Regions from separate parts of the Mus musculus genome. Here region 2 is linked to region 1. A link is a contact called in public Hi-C data. All regions are on one chromosome and are shown on one strand. Each heading gives the region's core, a stretch centred on a gene start, on an enhancer-like site or on the middle of the called end of the contact. The rest is flanking DNA. Distances are from core to core; before and after follow the strand shown.

Evidence for each region. Hi-C and Micro-C count contacts between places; a contact is called where the count stands out from the background.
Region 2: a Hi-C map of cortical neurons shows a contact between it and region 1, with 2.0 times the contacts expected there. The contact joins the enhancer-like site here to the promoter of Pgbd5 in region 1. A contact is called at or near these places in 2 of 39 promoter capture datasets (the 3T3-L1 cell line and liver), 5 of 484 Hi-C or Micro-C datasets (cerebral cortex and cortical neurons), 2 of 115 datasets of contacts at active chromatin or transcription factors (both in embryonic stem cells) and 2 of 9 other capture datasets (adipose tissue and pancreatic islet).

Annotation. Positions count from the first base shown.
Region 1 is chr8:124,429,660-124,436,686 of GRCm38.p6, reverse strand. It overlaps Pgbd5 (piggyBac transposable element derived 5), which reads left to right and starts at 2,751. Exons shown (of 7, transcript NM_171824.2): 1 at 2,751-2,888.
Region 2 is chr8:124,371,125-124,378,151 of GRCm38.p6, reverse strand. Pgbd5 (piggyBac transposable element derived 5) reads left to right here. Exons shown (of 7, transcript NM_171824.2): 4 at 1,862-2,042; 5 at 3,709-3,906; 6 at 6,195-6,300. Among named protein-coding and RNA genes, the nearest start is that of Pgbd5, 59 kb to the left of the region's middle. Within about 2 kb of position 4,176, at least 7 of the 459 cell types and tissues checked have an H3K27ac peak or open chromatin away from gene starts, as enhancers often do. A contact at or near this core is called in cortical neurons, where this site is marked.

The sequences.
Region 1 (7,027 bases), core at 1,502-4,001:
AAGACAACCTAAGGCAGTACACTGTAAAAGGAGGATCAGGGCCTCAGAATATAGCCCAGGAGCCCAGGGCTCCTGCAAGGCTCTTAATTCAATCCCAAGCACCACAATGAATGAATGAATGAATGAATGAATGATGAATGAATGAATGAATGAATAATATAAAATTAAAGATAAAAAGAAGGCTCAGACAAAATTAAAAATGACAACAGTGTTTATTTTAAGAAAAGATGTGTATACTTTTATGTTAGTATGAGTCTTTTGTTTGCATGCGTGTATGTATGTGCACTGTGTGCATGCCTGCTACACTCAGAGGCTAGAAGCGGACATTGGATTCCCTATACCCGGAGTTAGAGACAGTTCTGAGCTGCCATATGTGTGCTGGGCACTAAACCTAGTTCTCTGCAAGAATAGCCTGTACTCTTAATCACTGAACCATCTCCCCAGCCCCACCACCCAGGCACGTTCCTTTGTCTACTTTCTATTTGATAAACTTCTGCTCCCAGTCTCTTCCTTCCCTTTCTCCACTTCCTCCTCTTTATTGTTTCCTTTTGGAGATAGTGTCTGCTATACCCAGGCTGGCTTCCAACTTGCTATCTCACTCTGCCGAGGGTGACCTTGAACTTCTGACTCTGTTGCCTCCATCTCCCAACTGCTCCGGATCACAAGCTTGTACCACCACAGCTGGCTTGTGCATTCCCGGAGATCAAGCCGAGGGGGTTCTTGAATGCTTAGCAACAGTTTGCTAGCTGAACTAAATCCCCAGACCTCTTCCTTCTGTTGCTGCCATGTGAGCTACTGGAAGAGGAGCCCAGAAAGCACAGAGGCCCTGTATTTCCTTGGTCTGAGCACCATATCGGGGTCAACGAATGGCTGTCCCTGCTTTAACTGTTACTGTTCTGTCCCGTGCTCCCGCGATGGCAAATTGGCCAGAACCACACCCACATTAGCTGCTTTTTTTTCATCCTTTTTCTGGTCAAGTCTATTTATAGGTACCCACTTCACAGCCTTTGTCAATTTGCTGTACACAGGAATGCTAGAACCCCCACCCCCCCCACCACACACACACACACACACACACACACACACACACACTTCTTTGGCATGCTTTTTCAAGAGAGTGGCAGTGCTCTGCAAATACTTTCTTGCTTATCAGCTAAATACACACAGAGGAGGAAGATCAGTAAGTCGCTTTCTCTTTCCAGCCTGGCTGCTTGTGATTGTCATGGATTCAAGCCTGTGCAGAGACCTGGTTTGCAGGTCACAGGGTCTGGGCACAGGCAGACGTGAGTGAAAATCTCAGCCAGGGCAGATGGGTCCCAGCACCCTTTTTCTTAGAAATAGAAACCCATTGTCTTCCGTTTGTGTAATTATCATTTACTACACCCAATAGGGGTCTCAAGCCCTTCACATCTACTTGGATTTATTTTATGTCGGAGTGAAAGTGACTTTATGACCCAGTTACCATTAATGTGACTTATTGCATTATGTTTGAGAGGAGGAGGAGGAGAGAAGACATTCTGATGAGGGGAGGTCGGCCAGCCGGCCTCATGCTTTGCCCCCAGAAGAGAGGAGACAGACTCTGCTCCATTGTTAGATCTCTGAAACCCTGGCGACCAGCTGTTTGTTTCCTGATCATATAATCCTCTTCCAGATGTGCGTTGTCTTAGGCCTGTGCAAGTGATACCAGGGCGCAGGTGGTGATAGTTCTCATGGAAGCAATTTTGAGTTCAGAAGATGTGAGCATCAAAGGACTGTGAGAAATGACGAGCCACCTCATTCCAGTGTTGCGGTCCTTACATGACAGTTGTTGGAGGAGAGACTGTTTTAGTGTCTGACCCAGGTTCCCAAAAGAGCAAGGTTCGGGGAAGCTAGAAGGGCAACCTGAAATTCACAGGAGTGCTGGGCGCAGCCTCGGCTGGCCGCCCACCTGGAGCGTGTCCGCAGAGTGAATTTCAGAACCGCTGGGCGGACAGCTCCTCGGAGCCGGGCGCGGCTGCGCAAGGGGCGGGCCAAAGAGCACGGAGCACCGGGACCCGCCTCCCTCCCCACGCCGGCGAGCGGCTATGAGCTTATGGGCGGGGCTCCTCGCGACTGACTGCCCTAGCGTCACGCCCCGAGGAGGCAGGGCGACCTGCTATCCCCGCCCCCGCGAGGCCGGCGCTCTCTATTGGCCAGCAGCTGAAGGTGCTGGAGGCGGGCCCGGTCCACGGCTCGCGCCCGGGAAGGTCGGCGGCGCAACGCGGTTGCCGCGGGGAGGGTGCGCGGGGACGCGACGGGGCCGGGCGCGGCGGAGACGCAGCGGGTGGGGGCGGCGGCGGCTCTGGGCAGCGGCTGAGTCTCTTCCCGCCGCGGCCGCAGCCAGCGGCGCCCGAGCTCCAAGGCGCATCCCGGGCGCGCGGCCCGAGCGGCCAAGACGGCGGGCCGGCCGGGCGCGGGGCGGCGCGCGCTGTGCTGCGGGCTGCGCTGGTGGGGAGCCACGGGCCGCGGCGGGGGTCCCGGGCCCGGCGTGTGCGGCTGGGAGGCGCTGTGGGGTGTGGGCGCGCGGGCGGCGGCCGGGGCTATGGCCGAGGGCGGTGGGGGCTCACGGAGGAGGGCTCCGGCGCTGCTGGAGGCAGCCCGTGCACGCTACGAGAGCCTGCACATCTCGGACGACGTGTTCGGCGAGTCGGGCCCGGACAGCGGCGGGAACCCCTTTTACAGCACCTCCGCAGCCTCACGCTCCTCCTCGGCCGCCTCCTCGGACGATGAGCGTGAGCGCCCCGCGCCTCCGGGGACCGCCCCGCCATCCTACGCCGCGGATCCCTTGGAACTCGAGGAGGACGAGACCGGTGGGGGCTGGAGCGCCGTGCTGAGGGATCGCCCGTCCCCGCGCTTCGAGGACACCGGTGGTGAGGATCGACCGGGGACACTGGGGTGCAGGGACACACAGGGCGCGGTCTGAAGGCTGGAGCACGGGCCAGACTGGTTCCAGACACACCCGACCTGCACCTGTGTGTTTCTGGAAACAGCTGGTTTGGGGAGCAGGGATTAAACAGAGAGGGTCCTACTGCACAGGATGGTGGTCCCAGGTTTCTCGTGGGTGGAGACCAAGCCAGCAGCACTTTGCCAGAGGCTTTCGGTCGTCTGGCAGTGTCACACCTGTGGGGTCAGTAAAGTATGGCTCTTTTGGTGGAGGGGATCCAAACGCCTGGCACGGCTGAGGCTGAGTCCTTTGCAGTACGCAGGATCTAGGTGTCAGGGGTCAGGCCAGTCGCAGCTGAAGCACATAGAGAGCCCAGAGCCAGAGCATATCAGCATCTTCACTGCTCTCTGTTTTCCCGAGAAACTTCCTGTGGTGCCAGTCGATCTCTAGCTGAGCACCGGAAGGAGCCAAGGGTGATTCCACTGCGTTAGGGAGTGTTAGTCCGAGTTACTTTCAAGGTGTGTAGACCAGACTCAGATTATCCGGAGGCGACTGGAGTTGAGCACAGCCACCCTGCTACTCTGAGCCCTCAGCTGTTGGCTTCTGCAGAGTCTAAAATAGTGCTGCTTTGCAGCAGCTTGGTCAGCTTCTGCTTTCTGAGATGTGGAAACTGCTTTCCCATATGATCCTCAGTGCTGCTGTTCAGGCTCCATGGCTTCCTAGCAGCCAGATGTTACACCATATATTCTGTGAAGTGCACACAACCAGTGTGAATGGGCACCAAGGAGTGCCCCTTTGCATAGTCTCTCTCTCTCTCTCTCTCTCTCTCTCTCTCTCTCTCTCTCTCTGTGTGTGTGTGTGTGTGTGTCACTCACACACACACACACACACTTTGGGCAGTGTACATGACACTATAGCTATTGTTCCTCAAGATTGCAGGTGCACAGGAGGTAGGCTCCAGGGCCTGGGTATGGAAACGTAGCTGCAGGGAGCTGGCAATGGGAAAGGTTGGCCCAGCCCTGGAGGGAGTGTTCTGCAACCTTGCCAGGCTGCGGTGTGGATGGGCAAAGTTGCATCTGGATTGGAGGGTTACCATCACCATGCAAGGTTCTAAGTGGGTACATTTTAAAACCCAACCATTTGGCTGTGGTTTATGGTACTCTAAATTGTCCTCCTATATGCCACCCTTCATTTCCCAGTGTGCCTTAAAGGCCTCCTGCCCTGGACAGCTGCTTTCCATATTGGATGTTGGGATTGTACCAGCCTGGTGCCCTGGTTTGTCAGTCTTCGTGCTGTGAGCCTTTGTGATCCTGTGTTGATCTTGCAGCACTTAAGATGCCTACTGTAGATGTCTACAGAGGAGAATTCGGCAAAGCTGAGGTCACAGGGCAAAATAGGGATGTCGTGCTGGGCTTAGTTTAGATGAAGGGTCTGGTATTGAGAAGGGTAAACACACAAAAGCGATTTAACCAGAACTTTCTTTCTTAGTAATGTATAAGTCAAGATGTTCAGAAGCAAAGCCCTCTGTCCACTGTTCACTCTGTCCACTCCCAGCCTGAAGTCCAGGATTGCCTGCCACTGGCATTAGGGTCATATCCTCCTTTCTGATAGTGCCACTGAGTTTGAGCCTGTTCCTGAGAGTCACTCAGAGGTTCCTTAGGCAAAGGCATTAGCGGCTATTTGCTGGTATTTGTGGCCAGTGTTGCTTTTCTGCTTTAGGAGCGATCCTCTCGTTTAAATTTAGATCTACTTTAGAATTTCCTCTGTGGTACCCGCTACCCAAGGGAAACACGGGGAAAGGGGAGAGGGACAGAGTTGATGGCTTGTTGAGCCCAAGGAAAGTGATTTATCAGAGCTTAAAATAGATTCCTGATTTCCAGGTTGGTCAGAAAAGATCCTTGAGCCCAGGAGCGTGGAGAGAGATGGATGTGTTTATTAGGAAGTCGGTTGCTGCAGCGCTCAACCAAGAGGTTCAGCGTGCTAAGCTACAGCATCCGGGGCGCTCCAGCAATTGCTGCTTTACATCTCCACAAACGCTGCCTGAATCTCTCTCCCTTCTGTGTGGCCCAGTTGCTTAACAGATGTAACTGGGCGGGCAGGGTGGGGGGAGAGGAAGAGTGGTGTTTTGATCTGTTACAACGTTACATTGTTTCATAATAGAACATTTGCGATTGCTACGGCTGCAGCAGTCTAATGAGGACTGCATAGGACTCCTGGTTGCTATGGGACATACTGACTTGCCCCACTGTAAGCAATTGTATCTGTGCATGAGTGTGAGTGTGCAGATGGGCATATGGAGCTGCTCCCTCGCTGCTGGTGGAGAGTTTCTTTTCTTTGGGGAGAATGCAGCTTGATTCCCTTGAAGACCTGGAGACCTTTGCTGAGTCTTTGGGCAGGAAAGAGGTGCATGATGGGACCGTTACATATTGAGTTGCTCTAGAGCAGCAGTTCTGTGGCTCCATGGAGATTTTTGTGCATATAGTAGAGAGTCAGGGGTGCCGAGCTGAGAAGAGGGAGGGAGAGATTCGGTAGTTACTGGTGAGAATCCTGGCCCTTCAGACTGTTCAAGTCTTCTCCGCCCCATCCCTATTTTCCGTGGCTTCAGCTATCTGGATGGAGCATGCTTGGGAAAGCACAGCTGGCAATGGCAGGGGAGTGGCTCTAGCACCTCCCTCAGGCTCTGCTCTGAGGTGTGGGTCCCCTTGGGAAGACTTACAGACAAACACTGGCAGGCTGGTGTCCGTACTTTAACCCTTGTGTAGATGGCAGAGTCTTCCTGGGAACTGAACTGCTCTTTGGGAGAACAGCGTCCAGACTTAACAACGGAGCCCCCTAAAATAACCCAGCAAGCTGTCAGTCTCACTTACCTTCCCACAGTGCAGATTGCCAGCAGTGTGCAAAGCTCTCCTGGGAGCAGTGTGAGATTCAGCCAGGCTGTGTCTGGGGCCTCTGACCTTCAGGCTTCCTTCTCCGAGTGCTTTCCATCACTTCTTGAGGAGGCAGAGAAGCAGGCAGTACCAGTCTCCGGTCGCCTGTTCTAGCTTTGCTGGGTTTCTGTGGTGACTGACCCCTCTTGTTCATACTAACCTCCGAGACTCCAGTAGGAACCTGACCTTGGGGAGATGAGAGGAATGTGGGGTTGAAAATTAACATTGTTGGATTTTTGTCCTTAGAGTTTACTGCCTAGATAATGATGATGATAATTATTATTATTATTGTTGTTGTTATTATTATTATTATTATTATTATTATTATTATTATTATTATTGAGGCAGGGTTTCTTGGTGTAACCCTGGCTGTCCTGAAACTCACTCTGTAGACCAGACTGGCCTTGAACCCAGACATCCACCTGCCTTTGCCGTCCAAGTGCTGGGATTAAAGGTGTGGGCCACCACACCTGGCTTACTGCTGGTTTATTAAAATAGTCTTTTATTTTTAGCATTTGTAACAATTATCTTATTTATTATATTTTATTCTTTGAGGGTTTCATGGCACCTGTGCAATGTATTTTGGTCATACTCATACTCTCTTTCCCCCTCCAACTCTTTCCAGCTCTGCTCCCCTCACACCTGCCTCCCAGCTTTGTTCTTTTTCCCTTCTTTCCTCCCCTCTCTTTTTAATAACCTACTGAGTCCAATTTCTGCTGCCCATATATGCAGAGATGTGTGACTGTCTACTGGAGTATGATCAACCTAGCAGGTACCACATCCTAAAGAAAACTGACTCTTTCCTAGCAGATACTAGCCATCAAAGCTCCTTAGCTGAGGTTGGGAGGGGGCTATTGTGTCCCGTCCATGCTGGAACGTAGACGAGATCTTATGAATTCTTGAGTGTAGTGGTCCTTCATGTCCAGGAGACATTGTATCACCCCAGGTCCCTGCTAGCCTGGCTCTTACATCTTCCCACTTCCCCTCCTCCAATGTTCCCTGAGCCTTTTGGGCAGGGGTGTGATAGACGTGTCCCATTTATAGCTGAGCATTCCATAGACACTCTTTGAACTCTTAGCCAGCCGTGCATCTCTCCACTACCATCTAGTAAAGTCTTTCCAACTCATGAGTAAGATGAGAAAAACGTTTCCTTTTTTAAAGCCAGAATTAAATGGGTCTGTGACTGGGGGGAGCAGGA
Region 2 (7,027 bases), core at 2,927-5,426, 60 kb after region 1:
GCAGCTCATGTCTGTGGCAGAGGGTGAGGTGACTGGTTACATTGTATCAACAGTCAGGAAGCAGCGCTCAACAGGAAAGAGAGGCCAGGATGTAACCCTCAAGGCCAGCTTACCCCATCCTTCAGGAACGCCCCACCTCCAAAAGGTTCGCCAATTTCTCAAGACAATATCACCATCACTCAGGACCAAATGTTCAAAAACACAAACGTGGAGAATATTCCATATTCTAACCACAATCTGCAGTAATAGCCCTTTGAGTATGTAGCCGACATATCTATATAAACCATGCTGGCTGAAGCTAGAGGATAGAGACATGGACAGCCCTCGTGGCTCCCAGAGAGTGATGGACACACACTGCCCTGCAACCTAATTGCCCCAGGAGCTTCTTGAGCACTGCATAGAAACAGACCAGCTGATGCTCTGACTTCAGTCTTGTGGGGCCTGAACACAGGAGCCACATGCGCCATGCGCAGGCTCCCATCGTATAGTGTGGGAGGTCAACAGGTATGCCTGAGGTAAATGCAATAATTTAAAAAATCCCTGTAGAACAATGTTTCTGAAGCTGAGTGTGTTTGTGTATAGAATCAAATAACATGGGCTGGAGAGATGGCTCAGTGGTTAAGAGCACCGACTGCTCTTCTGAAGGTCCTGAGTTCAAGTCCCAGCAACCACATGGTGGCTCACAACCATCCGTAATGAGATCTGACGCCCTCTTCTGGTGCATCTGAAGACAGCTACAGTGTACTTACATATAATAATAAATCTTAAAAACAAAAAAACAAAAAACAAACAAACAAAAGAATCAAATAACATGTTCAGCTACATATCACAGAAGACCCATGCAGGCCAGACTCACCAGCTTCCCAACCATTGCTAAACCCAGAGGCTTTGTTGTCCGGCACCACTTCCCAGTGAAGGAAGTATCTATCCCCCATTCTGTTGAAGACTTTGTTGCTAAGTCACATCCCTGTACATTGACCTGAACACAGAGTTGGGCTTTTGTATTCTTAAGGACACCGGTGCTTGGTAGGTGAGCTGCCAAACTCATCAGACAGGATGGGACCTGACATAGTAGCTGGGTCTTCCATGTGCTCCTTCTGGGAGTTTCTCAGAGAGCACCGTTGGTGCATATCAGATGACACCAATGTGAGCTCGCTGTGCAGAACAGGACAGGCCTAGGAATGTGACAGGCACTGCTGGGTATCTGTCTATGTAAGTATGAACATTCCCCGGAACTTCTACTCTCCTTAGGAGAGACTATCGGCGCCCTACCTGCAGGTCTGGTCTGCCCCTGAATCCATTGTCCTTCCCACATACACGTGTTTGGTGGCAATTGTGAAGCTGGTATGGCCTGTATGTTAGGAACTGCTTACCAAGCCTAGCATGGCCTCTTTGCTTCTGGCCCTTAGAGTGTGTCTGACTTCTATTGCATCTCTGGTGCAGTGAGACAGACGAGGGCTGCCTTACCTGTCTTTGGGTTGACTAGTCATTTTGTCCCATGGGTGATACCCACTAGGCATGCAAGAGCATGCCTAGCCCTTGAGGTGCCCTTCGATTCTATTTGTGTGAGTGCGCATGTGCGCGCGCGTGTGCGGACTTAGGAACAGGTTTGCATCAAATTTGACTGCCAGTTTTCCCATCACTAACTGCTCCTCTCCCGCTCATACTCTCACGGACAGAAGCCTCCCGGCTAAACCATGAGCTGCTCAGGTTTTGGGTAGCCGTGGTGGTGACCTAGGACATTGCGAGGCTCATGACATAGTGGGGTGAGGCGGTTTCCTCTGACCCCATGTTTCCTGCGGTCTCGGGCTGTGGTCCTTGTTGCCCTTGGCACTCTGACCCCTCTGCCTTTCTGTTCAAGATCTACGTCCACCTAAAGGAAGGTGGTGGCCCAGATGGCCTGGACGCTCTGAAGAACAAGCCACAGCTGCACAGCATGGTGGCCCGGAGCCTGTGCCGGAACGCGGCCGGAAAGAACTATATCATCTTTACAGGGCCCAGCATCACCAGCCTCAATCTGTTCGAAGAATTTGAGAAGCAAGGTTTGTCCAGCGGCCGTCCTGGCATGGCCGGCTCCTGGGGGGTGGGCAGTGGCCAAAGAATGAGGAGGGTAGGAACAGCGGCTAGCACAGATTGCTCACAGCGTCTCAGCTGCCCTGTGTGTCTGGGTTCTGGTGTTTTCGTGGTGTGTGAGTCCTGGGCTCGCTGTCAGGTGACAGCAGTGGCACAGAGCCCTGCCAGTCTTCTGGGCATTCCTTTGTGTGTACTTTGCTGTGTGGTTCTGGCCATAAATGGCCTGGAGGAAAAGCCTCTCATAAAAAAGGGTCTAGAAAGTAGCAGAGTCATCCTCCGTAGCTGGTGAGTCTCCTTCCCATCTGGCAGAGACCCGTGTGGCCAGGGATGATCCTTCAGGCCTCAGAAAGGTCCTGGGCTCCTGGAGCAAGAGGCTGGCTGTTCTTTGCAGACTGGATCAGCCTCCCTTGACTTTGGGAGATGCTGGATGTAAAAAGCAGAGACCTAAATGCCAAGCTATGCTGGGGACAGCTGAGAAAGCATCACTCATAGACAGAAGCTACTAGAATTGAGACATTTTGCTCTGTAACACAGTGGATATCAGGCCTTAAAACTGAACCCTCTTGTATTGACCCAGCTTACATCCTGGGCCTGGGAAGCCTGGTTGAAGTGCGGGAACAGGCTGCCCCAGCTAGCCAGCATTGCAGTCTAGGTAAGAATAGCCCTCTGCACTGGGTGGTGCCGGCAGACTCAGCCCATCTGTGGCAAGAACCTGGCAGGAGATCAGACAGAGGACGGAAGGGAAGCTGCAGGACATGTGACACAGCTGCTTTGGAGGAGGTCTGGCCCTCCATGAAGCACAGTGGGGAGTTGGCCTGCTGTCTGAGACCTATGGTCTGCGGAGGCATGTCCATAGAAGTGTAACCCTTGATGGTGTGTGCATATGTACGCGAGGGTCCACCTTTTGATTTGCTCTCAGCACTGGGAGTTGGAGTATGTGCTCGTGTGTGTGTGTGTGTGTGTGTGTGTTTCCAGTCTTAGATCTATAGAGCCGCATGAGTGTTGGACACGGCCTGGGCCTCTGGGGCACCTTTCCCCAGGAGGATTTAGGAGAGTTGCTTCTGAGATCCCCAGGGAAAGGCATTCCCTGGCTCAGCAAGCTAGGAGCTGGGTGGAGGAGGGTAACTGGATATGGAATTTTGCCTTTTCTGAGGCTAGGCAATATAGAAATGATATCACTATGAATTTTTAGAAGCATCTAGAGCCATTGAGTTCTTCACAGTGGAATGCCACATGTCGTGTCTTCAGTGACAAGAGCCCCAAGAGCTGATGGGCGTGTCCATCCCGAGGTCTCTGGCTGTGTTGTTGGGCACAGCCATACCATCCTTATCACCGCAGCTATTTACCGGTGGGCCATTCCTAATGTACATGTGACACCTTAGCAAATTCCATTTATGGACACAGATAGGATGCTTTGCCCCACAGGGCCAATGAAGAGCCCCGTTGATAAGGGCCATATTGTTGCATTAATCCATTGCTTGCATTAGTTATGGCCTCAGTGACCTTCAGGTGTGCTCTTATAGAGGGGTGGGGAAAGGCCTCAGCAGCTGCCTCTGAGGGTTCGCCCTCCTTCCCCGATTGTGGGTGGGGCACCCTGACAGTGGGTCATGTGAGAGTTTGCATCTTTCCTTCCAGGGATCTACTGCTGTGGCCTCCTCAGCTCTAGGAAGAGTGACTGCACAGGTCTCCCTCCATCCATGTTGACCAACCCTGCCACCCCACTCGCCCGGGGCCAGCACCAGATCAGGACAAAGGGCAACATGTCACTGATCTGCTGGTACAACAAGGGGCACTTCCGCTTCCTGACCAACGCCTACTCCCCTGTGCAGAAAGGTGAGTGTACAGGAAGGGGGGCACCCAGGGCACAAGCATGGAGGGCCCTCATGCGGTCTGTGTCCCTCATAGTTGTGCTATCCTGGGAAGGGGCAGGTAGGAGCTGCACGAAGCTCTTAGCTTGCCTTGATTGGCAGGTGGCTTGGTCTCATCATCCTGTTGGGGTGTGATAGCTCTGTTTTTTGGGCATGGTAATAGGCTATGCTGTGGGTGGAGTTTGTGGATCATTTTATCAGCTCTGACTCCTGGAAGCAAAGCGCCTGTGTGATCCTGGCTGCCAGGCAGCTTGCTGTTGCCCTTGCTAATTTTCCAGGGATTTAAAATTGACTCAGAGTAGAGGGACTTAATTAGCCCAGAGTCTGTATTTAAAGAAACTGACAGCTAAGACCTTGTTAAACTGCTGAGACAAAAATTGAGAGGATCGCAAAGGAATCTGCAGACACTTCCAAAGCGGTGTGCACATGAACGGCTTGCATTCCTATGTGCATACTGGGTGTGTGACATGCATGCTCCTGGGGTGTACCATGTGTGCGGTGTGTGTGTGTGTAGTGTATAGTGTATACACATACCATGTGTTTATCATGTGTGTGTTTATATATATGTGTGTATATATGTATATATACCACTACGTATTGTGTGTGTGTTTGTGTGTGTGTATAGTGTATATACATACCATATGTGTTTATATGTGTGTGTGTAGTATATATACATATCATGTGTTTTATATATATATATATATGCATACACATGTGTATATATGAATATATATACCACTATATAGTGTGTGTATACACATACCATATGTGTGTTTATATGTGTTTATATGTGTTTATATGTATGTGTGTGTGTATATATATATATATATACACACTGCTATATAGTATGTGTATATGTGTACATATATATATATACATATATATATATATATATATATATATATATAGTGTGTACACATACCATGTGTTGTGTGTTTGTATGTCTCTGTGTGTGTGTATATATATATATATATATATATATATATATACTGCTATATAGTATGTGTGTGTGTGTATATATATATATTGCTATATAGTATGTGTGTGTGTATATATATATATATATAGTATACACATACCATGTGTGTGTTTATATATATATGTATGTGTGTGTATATGTGTATATATACCACTATATACTATGTGTGTGTATATACACACACACACACATATATATGTGTGTATATATATATATATACATATATATATATATATAGTGTATACACATACCATGTGTGTATTTATATATGTGTGTGATACATGTATATATACACTATATAGTGTATATATATATTATGTGTTTATATATGTGTATATATGTATATATACCACTACATATACTACACACACACACACACACACACACGATAGATAGATAGATAGATAGATAGATAGATAGATAGATAGATAGACAGACAGACAGACAGACAGACAGTATATGTATGGTCATGTTACATGTGTGGTCTACATGTGCTTCTGTGGTACAGTGTACGTATGTATTTATGTTCTCCACATGGTGTATGCCTCTGTAGTCTGACATAAAGCTAGCCAGCACAGTGGGAAGCCCTAACTATGTCCGGGTGCCTGTGGACACCTTTGTTCCTGTGGCCTGCAGAGGGGATCCAGACAGTGCACAAGCAGGCCAGAGGACAGACGTCAGACAGTAGCCATTGGTGCAATAAAATGGGGAGATCCTGTGGGTTCCCTTTTAGTCCCCAGGCTCTGCTGGTTATGAGTTGTGCCATGGCTCTGGGGGCCCGTTGGCTGCGCTCCCTTGGTGTGTGTAGAGGAACATTCTGGGTAGATGAGCAACTAAGGGGTCATGGAGCAGCCCCTGAGAGGTGTGAGCGTGTTGGGCCTGGGGTGGAAGGGCTGGCCTCCTTGTTCCTCTGAGACATGATCCCACCCACGCTGTGAACAGCCCAGAGACACTGCCGCTATTCCCACCCTCCCCCAGCCCCTGACCAAGTCATCCAATATAGAGGGGAAAGAGAAGCCTTCTTCCCCTCACTTCTCCTCAGGCCTGTCCCGGGAGCATCTGCATGTGCCTGTGACTGTGTCATTGTCCCTGTGCTCACGAAGCCACCAAGTCTAGGTAGCAGATAACTGTGCACTTGTCTGCCTCCGATGCCTCCTCACACCCACCGCTCTGCTGAAGCACGTGATGGACGGTGCTGGTCCAGTGTCCCACCATGCCCCACGCCCAGGAACTGGGCAGCCTGGATGGGGACTGAGCTCCTGTCTCCCCCACAGGCGTCATCATCAAGAGGAGGAGTGGGGAAATCCCCTGCCCTCTGGCCGTGGAGGCCTTTGCGGCTCACCTCAGCTACATCTGCAGATATGACGATAAGTACAGCAAGTGAGTGTGTGGGCGGCTGGGGGGGCATGGGCAGCTGGGGGTGCGTGGGCAGCTGGGGGGTCGTGGGCAGCTGGGGGGGCATGGGCAGCTGGGGGGCGTGGGCAGCTGGGGGGGGCGTGGGTGGATGGTGTACGTGTGAGTGGCATCTGGTGTTTGGGAGACTGATGTGCATTCAGGTGATGTCAGATGTGTGGGCAGCCAGTGGGTGCCTGGGTGGCCAGTGTGCCTGCGAGTGGCATCCGTTGTTTGGGCGGCTGCTGGGTGCATGGGCGGCCGGCCAGTGTGCATGGGGTAACATGACAACACACTATAACACTATCGCAGTGGTGTGTAGGGAGGGTTGTGTTAGCCCAGACATAGTGAAGAACATAAATATGGGGCATGAGGACCCATGAGGTAGTCTCGGGCCCTCGTCCTGCCCACAGGTGGCCTACACACCCATCTCCTCTAGAAATCCCTGCACTCCACTCACATCCCAGGCCTCCAGCCCCACCTGAGGTACCCGCCACTGCTCATACCCCATTGGTGGGCATCTTGGCACATAGTTCAGCCTTTATCTTCTAGGCTTTGTCCATCCAGAGCTGGACTCCCCGGTGGTCTTCATATATGATGTAGCCAAGATGTAGAGGCAGTAAACAGGATAAGAGAATCAAGGCTCTGGGCGTAGTATCCTCAGGGTCAGCCCCAGGGTCCTGAGTCTTCCCTGAGGGAAGACAAATGGCTAACA